Regions from separate parts of the Sus scrofa genome. Here all the other regions are linked to region 2. The links are chromatin contacts, called in public HiChIP or PLAC-seq maps. All regions are on one chromosome and are shown on one strand. The core of a region is the stretch at or near the end of the contact, and the rest is flanking DNA. Distances in the headings are between cores, read along the strand shown.

Region 1 (2,700 bases), core at 160-2,659, 120 kb after region 2:
CGTCATTACACAAAGCTCTACTGGCCAGAGCTAATCTAAAGCCTGGTTCTCCAGCACTGCCTTAGACAGCACTCCTTTTTCTTATCTCACCCTAAACAGGTCCTCTAGCTCCTGCCACACACCCTTGCCCACTCACAGTGCACACCACGCCTGCCCCTTGGGAAAGTGACTCTCGCCCTGATGCCCACCACTGGCCCTCTCACACCAAAGCAGGTGCAGGACAGATTAGACGTGGTCACTGATCTGATGAGCAAACCTTCCAGACATCCACTCGGGGTGTCAGGTGCTGAGGATACAGGTGAGAGGTGGACCTTGGCTTGGCTCGGGGGTCCCTGCCACGTAGACCCTGGTCAGCCCCGCCGGGGGATCAGGGCTCAGAACCAAACCGACCCCACCTAGGAGCCCAAGGACGCGAGGGTAGCGCTTCTCTTCCCGAAGTCGTCTCCGCCCGGCCTCAAGCTCCAGAGGCTCTTCCAGGCCAGCTCCAGCCTAGAGTCCTGCACCACGGGCTGCAACCCCCTGCACGGGAAGCACCCTCATGCTAGACTGGCCGGGCCGCAACGGAAGCTGCGGGGACCCGCCCCTCTTGGGCCCCCGTCGCCCCTCACTCACCCCCAGCCTCGGCCGTGGCGTCCCGGCTCACAACATCCGCCCAGCCTCTCGCCTACGGCGCCCGTTCAGGGCCAAACCGCGATTCTGCCGCGCAAGCGCATCGGCCCGCGCCCGGCCTCCGCCAGAGGGCGCCACCTGCAGCCTCCAGCTGGAATGTCCCGGCCCCTGCCTTTTGCCCAACCGCCTCACTGCCCAAATGCCTCCGACCCTCGTCTACTTAGGAGGCGCTCCTAGCCCAGTCTTGTCGCCACGCTGAGTCCTAGGAGACCTTGGCCTCCTACCTCAACTCCTACCGGTATTTGGAGGCCCAGCCCAGAGGTCCCCTCGGACGTCTGAAAGGCTGCTCCTCCCAGGGTCCCTGGTACCTGTCAGCCTCACTTCCATTCAGGCCAGACAAATGACCTCGCTCATCTTCCCTGGGATAGCATCTCTGGCAGAGCAAGGGGAGCTCGGTGGGCTCTGCTGCCAGGGGTGTGGGTCGACCTGCCTCCAGCTGGGGCTAAGTCAGCAAAAGGGGTAAGCTGCTTAGGGGGTTGGGTAGGGAACTTGACTTTACAGGAGAAAAGTTGAGGCTCAGAAAAGTTAAATATCACCACTTATGCTGGGGGCTGGGGGCTGAGGGCTGGAACCCGGCTCTGGCAGCAACCCCATACACACTGCTCTTCCTTTCAGAGCAGCCTAGGCTGTAGGGATGCCCCTGCCCTTCCCCAGCCCCAGCACCTCAGGTGTCCCCATTAAACCTTTCCAACACTGTCCACTACATAGGGAGGCCTCTTGGGAGCTAGCTGTGCCAGAGCGAAGACACTTGTACCTCACCTAGGGGGCCTGAGGTCTGGCACCACCCCTATTCCTGCCACTGGGTTTCAGGTCAGGCCCCAGCAGGCCTTGAGTGGGGGTGTGGAGCCAGAGCCACCCAATCCCGTAGGGACTAGTTTCACAACTTCCCGGATGGGGCTGTGGTGGGTCACAGTGCAGTCTCCAGCCAGGAGGATGGGGTGGCTCCCACTCCTGCTGCTTCTGACGCAGTGCTCAGGGGCCCCTGGTAAGTGCTCTTCCCCCTCACCCCCAGCCCTGATCCCCGCCTGCATTCAGAAAGGGGTTGGCCCTAGGCCCATCCCGCTATTCCAGCCAGAAACTTACTTTCCTACTGGGCATGGAGCAGTGAGCAACCTTAGCTTCTTGAGCAGAGCTGGGCAGCCCCAGGAACACATAAACACACTGCCTATTCTGGCCTACACTAAAACATCTGCTGCAGGAGTTCCCATTGTGGCTCAGTGGAAAGGCATCCGACTGGGGACCATGAGGTTGTGGGTTCGATCCCTAGCCCCATTCAGTGGATTAAGGATCTGGCATTGCCGTGAGCTGTGGTATAGGCTGCAGATGCGGCTTGGATCTGGCATTGCTGTGGCTCTGGTGTAGGCCAGCGGCTACAGCTCCGATTAGACCCCTAGCCTGGGAACTTCCATATGCTGCAGGTGTGTCCCTAAAAAAAAAGTCTGCTGCAGCATTGAGGCAGTGTTAGGACCACACACGCAGGCAGTAATCTCTCATAAGACTGATCTAACCCTCTAGCAGATGCCCTTACCCTGATGAGAGCCTATACTTGGAGTCAGAATACTTGGGTTTGGCTTCCGCCTATTTAGTATGATAACTCCAACCGTTACCATTCTTATCTGAGAAATGAGAGGAGCCAAGCCCCATAGGGCAAGCACCATCACCTGCTACTCTCGTAGAGTATATGTTTTACATCTGAGCCTAGTGCCTTGCCCATTAAACAAGCGTACTAGTGATAACTACCATGTGTGGGCCTGCTTCTCCCACCCCATACAGGGGTTTGACCCTTGAATGGACCCACAGGATCCATGAGAGAGGCCATGCAGTTTGATTTCCTGAATGAATAAAGTGTGGATGTGCTGATATTCACATGATGCTACAAATATCCACCCTGCAGGGCAGCGCTCGCCCTTAAATGACTTCCAGGTGCTCCCGGGTACTGAGCTGCAACACCTGCTACATGCAGTGGGGCCTGGGTCTTGGCAAGAGGATGTGGCAGATGCTGAGGAGTGTGCAGGGCGTTGTGGGCCCCTG
Region 2 (2,700 bases), core at 164-2,663:
GCCTGGCCTGGGCACTTCCATTTGCCAGAGGTGAGGCCATTAAAGCAGAAAAGAAAAAGAAAGGATGGAAGGAAGAGAAAGAAAGGAAGGAAGAAAGATAGATTGGAATTCCCTTGTGGCGTAGCAGGTTAAGGATTGGTGGTGCTGTCACAGCAATGGCTTGGATTGCTGCTATGATGGGGGTTTGATCCCTGGCCCAGGAACTTCTACATACTGTAGGTACAGCCAAAGAAAGAAGACCTAAAGTCAATAACTCCACTGTACACCCCAAGGAACTGGAAAAAGAAGAGCAAACTGAACCAAAAGCTGGCAGAAGAAAGGATATAATAAAGGTTGGAATAGATACAAATAAAATAGAGATAGAAAATGTGATATTGTGATTTTTTTTTTCTTCTCTTTTTAGAGCCACACTTGCAGCATATGGAGGTTCCCAGGCTAGGGGTCTAATCAGAGCTACAGCTGCCTGGACAGGACCTGAACCATGTCTGCGACCTACACCACAGCTCACGGCAACGCCAGATCCTTAACACACTGAGCAAGGCCAGGAATCAAACCTGCAACCTCATAATTACTAGTCAGTTTCATTTCTACTGTGCCACAATGGGAACTCCGATATAGTGATTTATATTAAGAAATAAATATTTGGGAAGTTTCTGTTGTGGCGCAGAGGAAACAAATCCGACTAGTATCAATGGGGATGCAGGTTCAATCCCTGGCCTCCCTCAGCAGGTAAAAGGATCCAGCATTGCCATGAACTGTGGTGTAGGTCACAGACCTGGCTCGCATCCCACATTGCTGTGGCTGTGGTGTAGGCCAGTGGCTACAGCTCTGATTCAACCCCCTAGCCTGGGAACCTCCATGTGCCACTGGTGTGGCTCTTAAAAGAAAAAAACCTAAATACACACATAAAGTGGGAGGAGAGGGCACAGTCTTGTAGGACTGATCCCTTAACCTAAAGGATCTGATACTATGTCCAGGCAGTCCCCTGGGGGGTGGGACAACAGTAATCCCATAAACTCTCACAGCCTCTGGGATGGGATGGCTCTGCCCTCTAGGGTGTCTAAGTCTCTGTGTGAATAAGAGGCCAGGCGAGTCCTCAGGATAAGGGAGTTCTCACCAGCTCTCTGCGGCAGGAAACCCATTCAGGCAGGGGGTTAGGGGCCTGAGGTTTGGGACATCTAGGGAGCTATAGGAGGTACATGGAACCCTACCATGTACCCTTCCTCAAGAGAATTACCTGCTTCCCCAAAGGGTGTAAATGTCCAGGATCTCTGTCCCACTTTGCCAGTGCCTGAGGGCTGCCGGAACTCATCTTTACCAGGCTAGGCTGGGGGCAGGGCCAGGAGCTTGCTCTGTCTAGTTTCACTTTCACTTCTGCTTTCCCCAAAATGACAGAGAAGCCAGGAAGAAAGTTGTGACCTGTTGCGCCAGTCACAGCTGTGCACCGCCTCCCATAGCACTGCTTCCCGTGGCACTGCCTCCCACACAGACCCTATCTACAAGCACTGCAGCCTGTTTCCCAGCCTCAGGATGGATGTCCAGGAAACCTCCAAGTTGCTGGATGAAGAGCTGTACTCTCGGCAGCTGTGAGGCCCGAGGTGGGGAGGAGGGCAGGGTGGCCTTCTGCCTTCTGCTCTCCAACTGCCTATGTTCTTACTTCCACCCACAGGTATGTGTTGGGTTTGCCAGCCATGGAGAGGATTCAGGGAGCCAAGGTGCTGCTGTCAGGCCTTCAGGGCCTGGGGGCTGAGATAGCCAAAAACTTGGTCCTGATGGGAATAGGCAGCCTCACTCTTCATGATCCCCACCCTACCTGCTGGTCTGACCTGGCTGCCCAGGTGAGGGTCCTGGGGGCTCTGGGTTCCCACACCAGAGTGGGGGTAGGGCCCAAGAGAAAATTCCTTGTTTAAGCTGGACTGGGTCTGTCTTTAGTTTTTCCTCTCAGAGCAGGACTTAGGAAGGAGCAGGGCTGAGGCATCTCAAGAACTTCTGGCTAAGCTCAATGGAGCTGTTCAGGTGTGCATCCACAAGGGTGACATCACCGAGGATCTGCTGCTGCACTTCCAGGTGCCCTCCCAGCCCTACTTGCCAGGCCAGGCCAGTCCCTCTTCCAGCCCGTAGCAGCAGGGTGGGCTCACAGTGGTTCTGGCCCTGCTGATAATGAGGTCCACCCAGGTGGTAGTGCTGACTGCCCTGAAGCTGGAGGAGCAGCTGAAGGTGGGCAGCTTCTGCCACAAGCATGGAATCTGCTTTCTGGTAGCTGATACCCGAGGCCTCGTTGGGTAAGACGGCTTGCTTAGCCTGCCATATCTTAGGTTGCAACTGGTCCCATTGCTGTCCCCAGCTCCAGGCTTGCTCAGAATCCCACCACTCAATGCCATGCCTGTCCCAGCAACCCTTGTTGATTATGGACCCTAGTCCCATCCATGTGCTTCCTCTACCTCAGCCTCCAGACTTGCTCCAGTAAATCCTTCAAACCAGCTTCCATGCCCCTCCCAGCATTCTTCCCCTATTCCTCTGGGCTTGCCCTGATATCCCTCACCTTTCACCACAACTGTGCCACTCAACTACTCAGCCATCTCAATGACCTCTGCCTCCCCCCCACTCCCCAACAGGCAGCTGTTCTGCGACTTTGGTGAGAACTTCACTGTGCAGGAGCCAACAGAGGCAGAACCCCTGACAGCTGCCATCCAGCATATT
Region 3 (2,700 bases), core at 92-2,591, 72 kb after region 2:
ACTCCAAAAGTATCATTTTAAAAACCATAATAATAGTATAATTTATTATTACCAAAGCCAGGAGGGGAACATTGATATAATACTATTAAGTAATCTGTATGATTTATGCAGAATTTGGAATTTTCCCACTTACATCCTTTTTCTGGTCCAGGATTTCACTTTGCATTTAGTCTTCCTTGGTCTTCTCTAGTCTGGGACAATTTCTCAGTCTTTGTCTTTCATAACCTTGACACTTTTGAAGAGTACTAGTAGTTATTTTGTAGAATGTTCCTACATTTGGATTTGTCTTATATTTCCTGATGATTAGATTGAGGTTATATATTTTGGTCAATAGAAATGATCCTTTGTCCTCTTCAGTTCATCATGCTAGGAGGTATAGATCTTGTTACTGGTGATTTAACTTTGATCACTTAGTTAAGGTGGTATCTGCCAGACTTCTCCACTGTAAAGTTTTCCCATTGTAATTAATGAGTGTCATATTGGGAGATACTTTGAGATTCTCTAAATATCTACTTCTTCTTATACTTCAGCTCAGTAGTTTTCAAATCCATCCATTGTTCTTGCCTGCAACAATTATTACTGTGTTGCATGCCTGATAGTGACGTCTCTTTTCATCATCTTTCGGTTTTTTTCCCTTTTTCTGCTGTACCCATCGCATGTGGAAGTTCTGAGCCGCATCAGCAACCTATGCCACAGCTGCAGCAATGCCAGCAACCCATCGTACTGGGCTGGGAATCAAACCACAGAGACAAGCCAGATCATTAACCCACTGTGCCACAGCAGCAACTCCCCTACTTCTTCTTCTTCTTTTTTTTTTTTTTTTTTTTTTTTTTTTTGTCTCTGTAGGGCCACACTGGCAGCATGTGGATGTTTCCAGGATAGGAGTTAAATTGGAGGTGCAGCTGCTGGCCTATGCTACAGCCACAGCAATGCCAGATTCTAGCCATGTCTACAACCTACACCCCGGCTCACAGCAACACTGGATCCTTAACCCACTGACTGAGGCCAGGGATCAAACTCATCCTCATGGATGCTAGTCGGATTCATCACTGCTGAGCTGTGATGGGAATTCCCCACTTCTGTACTTATTAATTAAAATAAATTGGATTTTCCCTGTGGCTTACATCATAACTACTCGATATTGTCTCTGCAGTGGCTCTGGTTCAGTCCCTGGCCTGGAAAATTCCTTGTGTTGCATTTGTAGCAACATTTGTTTTGTATTTTTTTGTCTTTTTAGGGCCACACCTAAAAAGTGGTGGCATATGAAGGTTCTCAGGCTAGGGGTTCAGTTGGACCTACAGCTCCTGGCCTGCGTCACAGCCTCGTGGTGCCTATTTGGATTCGTTTCCATTGCACCACAATGGGAACTCCCTTGTGGCAACATTTAAACAAAAACCAAGGAGTTCCCATTGTGGTTCAGTGGTTAGCAAACCCAACTAGCATCCATGAGCTCTCAGGTTCAATCCCTGGCCACACTTATTGGGTTAAGGGTTTGGCATTACCGTGAGCTATGGTGTAGGTTGCAGACGTGGCTTGGATCCGACATTGCTGTTGCTGTGGTGTAGGCTGGCAGCTGCAGCTCCGATTGGGCCCCTAGCCTGGGAACCTCCATATGCTGGGGCTGTGGCCCTAAAAAAGACAAAAAGACCAAAAAAAAAAAAAAAAACCAACCCCCCCAAATAAAATAAATTACAGTTCTTTAAGGAGTTGTTGTCTCTTGGCACACATTTATCAGTCAGTTGGGACTTGACGGATATTTTGTTCCTCAGATTATTCTAGATTTGGCCACTGAGACTTCTTAACATTGGCTCTTGTGTACTTTTTTTTTTTTTTTTTTAATTGTTTTTTAGGGTCACACCTGTGGCACATGGAAGTTCCCAGGCTAGGGGTCCAATCGGAGCTACAGCTGCCGGCCTGCACCACAGCTGTAGCAACATGGGATCCAAGCTGGGTCTGCAACCTACACTGCAGCTCATGGCAACACTGGGTCCTTAACCCACTGAGTGAGGCCAGGGATCAAACCCGCAACCTCATAGAGACAACGTCTGGTCCTTAACCCGCTGAGTCACACAGTAGCAAACTCCCACATAATTCTTTATTGTCAGAAGCACAGGTGTTTTTAAAACTCAGCTAAGGGAGCGCCCATTGTGGCTCAGCAGGTTAAGAACCCAACTAATATCCATGAGGATGCAGGTTTGATCCCTGGCCTCGCTCAGTGGGTTAAGGACCCAGTGTTGCCACAAGATGTGGTGTAAGTTGCAGATGTGGCTCAGATCCTGCATTGCTGTGGCTGTGGCATAGGCTGGCATCTGCAGCTCTGATTTGACCCCTAGCACGGGAACGTCCATATGCTGCAGGAGAGGCCCTAAAAAAAAAGAAAAAAAAACTCGGCTGAATAAAAATGCCAATAATATTCTCTGTCTTGGCAATAGGTTTGAAGAGGGATTTCCCTTTATTTAGTATGACTAGCTGTAGTCACGAGGTGTTACTGCTCTTATACTAAATGTGAGATTCTAGGCTTCTGTATCCTTATTCAAAACTTATTGTGCATCTACTAGATCCCAGGCACGGTGCTCATTAGTGTAAAAGCAAAAAAGTCCTGTTCCTTCATGGAGCATACATGCTAGGATGAGAGACAAAGAATAAACAAATTATAGACAAAACAATTATCATTTGTGATAAGTGCTATGAAGAAATTAA

What was found. HiChIP or PLAC-seq counts read pairs in DNA pulled down with a chosen protein or histone mark.
Region 1: an H3K27ac HiChIP or PLAC-seq map of alveolar macrophages shows a contact between it and region 2, with 3 times the contacts expected there. The contact joins the promoter of MST1 here to the promoter of UBA7 in region 2. A contact is called at or near these places in 2 of 5 promoter capture datasets (fetal liver and fetal skeletal muscle), 6 of 47 Hi-C or Micro-C datasets (mesenteric adipose tissue, omental adipose tissue, retroperitoneal adipose tissue and 2 more) and 2 of 2 datasets of contacts at active chromatin or transcription factors (alveolar macrophages and skeletal muscle).
Region 3: an H3K27ac HiChIP or PLAC-seq map of alveolar macrophages shows a contact between it and region 2. The contact joins the enhancer-like site here to the promoter of UBA7 in region 2. A contact is called at or near these places in 1 of 47 Hi-C or Micro-C datasets (blood) and 1 of 2 datasets of contacts at active chromatin or transcription factors (alveolar macrophages).

Annotation. Positions count from the first base shown.
Region 1 is chr13:32,218,754-32,221,453 of Sscrofa11.1, reverse strand. MST1 (hepatocyte growth factor-like protein) reads left to right here and starts at 1,409. Exons shown (of 16, transcript XM_021068776.1): 1 at 1,409-1,654; 2 at 2,564-2,700. The coding sequence starts at 1,561. The region is part of intron 1 of RNF123 (E3 ubiquitin-protein ligase RNF123); the gene reads right to left.
Region 2 is chr13:32,339,976-32,342,675 of Sscrofa11.1, reverse strand. It overlaps UBA7 (ubiquitin-like modifier-activating enzyme 7), which reads left to right and starts at 1,413. Exons shown (of 25, transcript XR_306784.3): 1 at 1,413-1,586; 2 at 1,670-1,838; 3 at 1,933-2,067; 4 at 2,176-2,282; 5 at 2,616-2,700. It overlaps TRAIP (E3 ubiquitin-protein ligase TRAIP), which reads left to right. Exons shown (of 31, transcript XR_002337524.1): 17 at 1,396-1,586; 18 at 1,670-2,700. It overlaps LOC106505605 (a long non-coding RNA gene), which reads right to left and starts at 1,372. Exons shown (of 5, transcript XR_001300181.2): 1 at 1,238-1,372.
Region 3 is chr13:32,268,367-32,271,066 of Sscrofa11.1, reverse strand. The region is part of intron 1 of IP6K1 (inositol hexakisphosphate kinase 1); the gene reads left to right. Among named protein-coding and RNA genes, the nearest start is that of GMPPB, 17 kb to the right of the region's middle. Within about 2 kb of position 1,341, at least 1 of the 83 cell types and tissues checked has an H3K27ac peak or open chromatin away from gene starts, as enhancers often do. A contact at or near this core is called in alveolar macrophages, where this site is marked.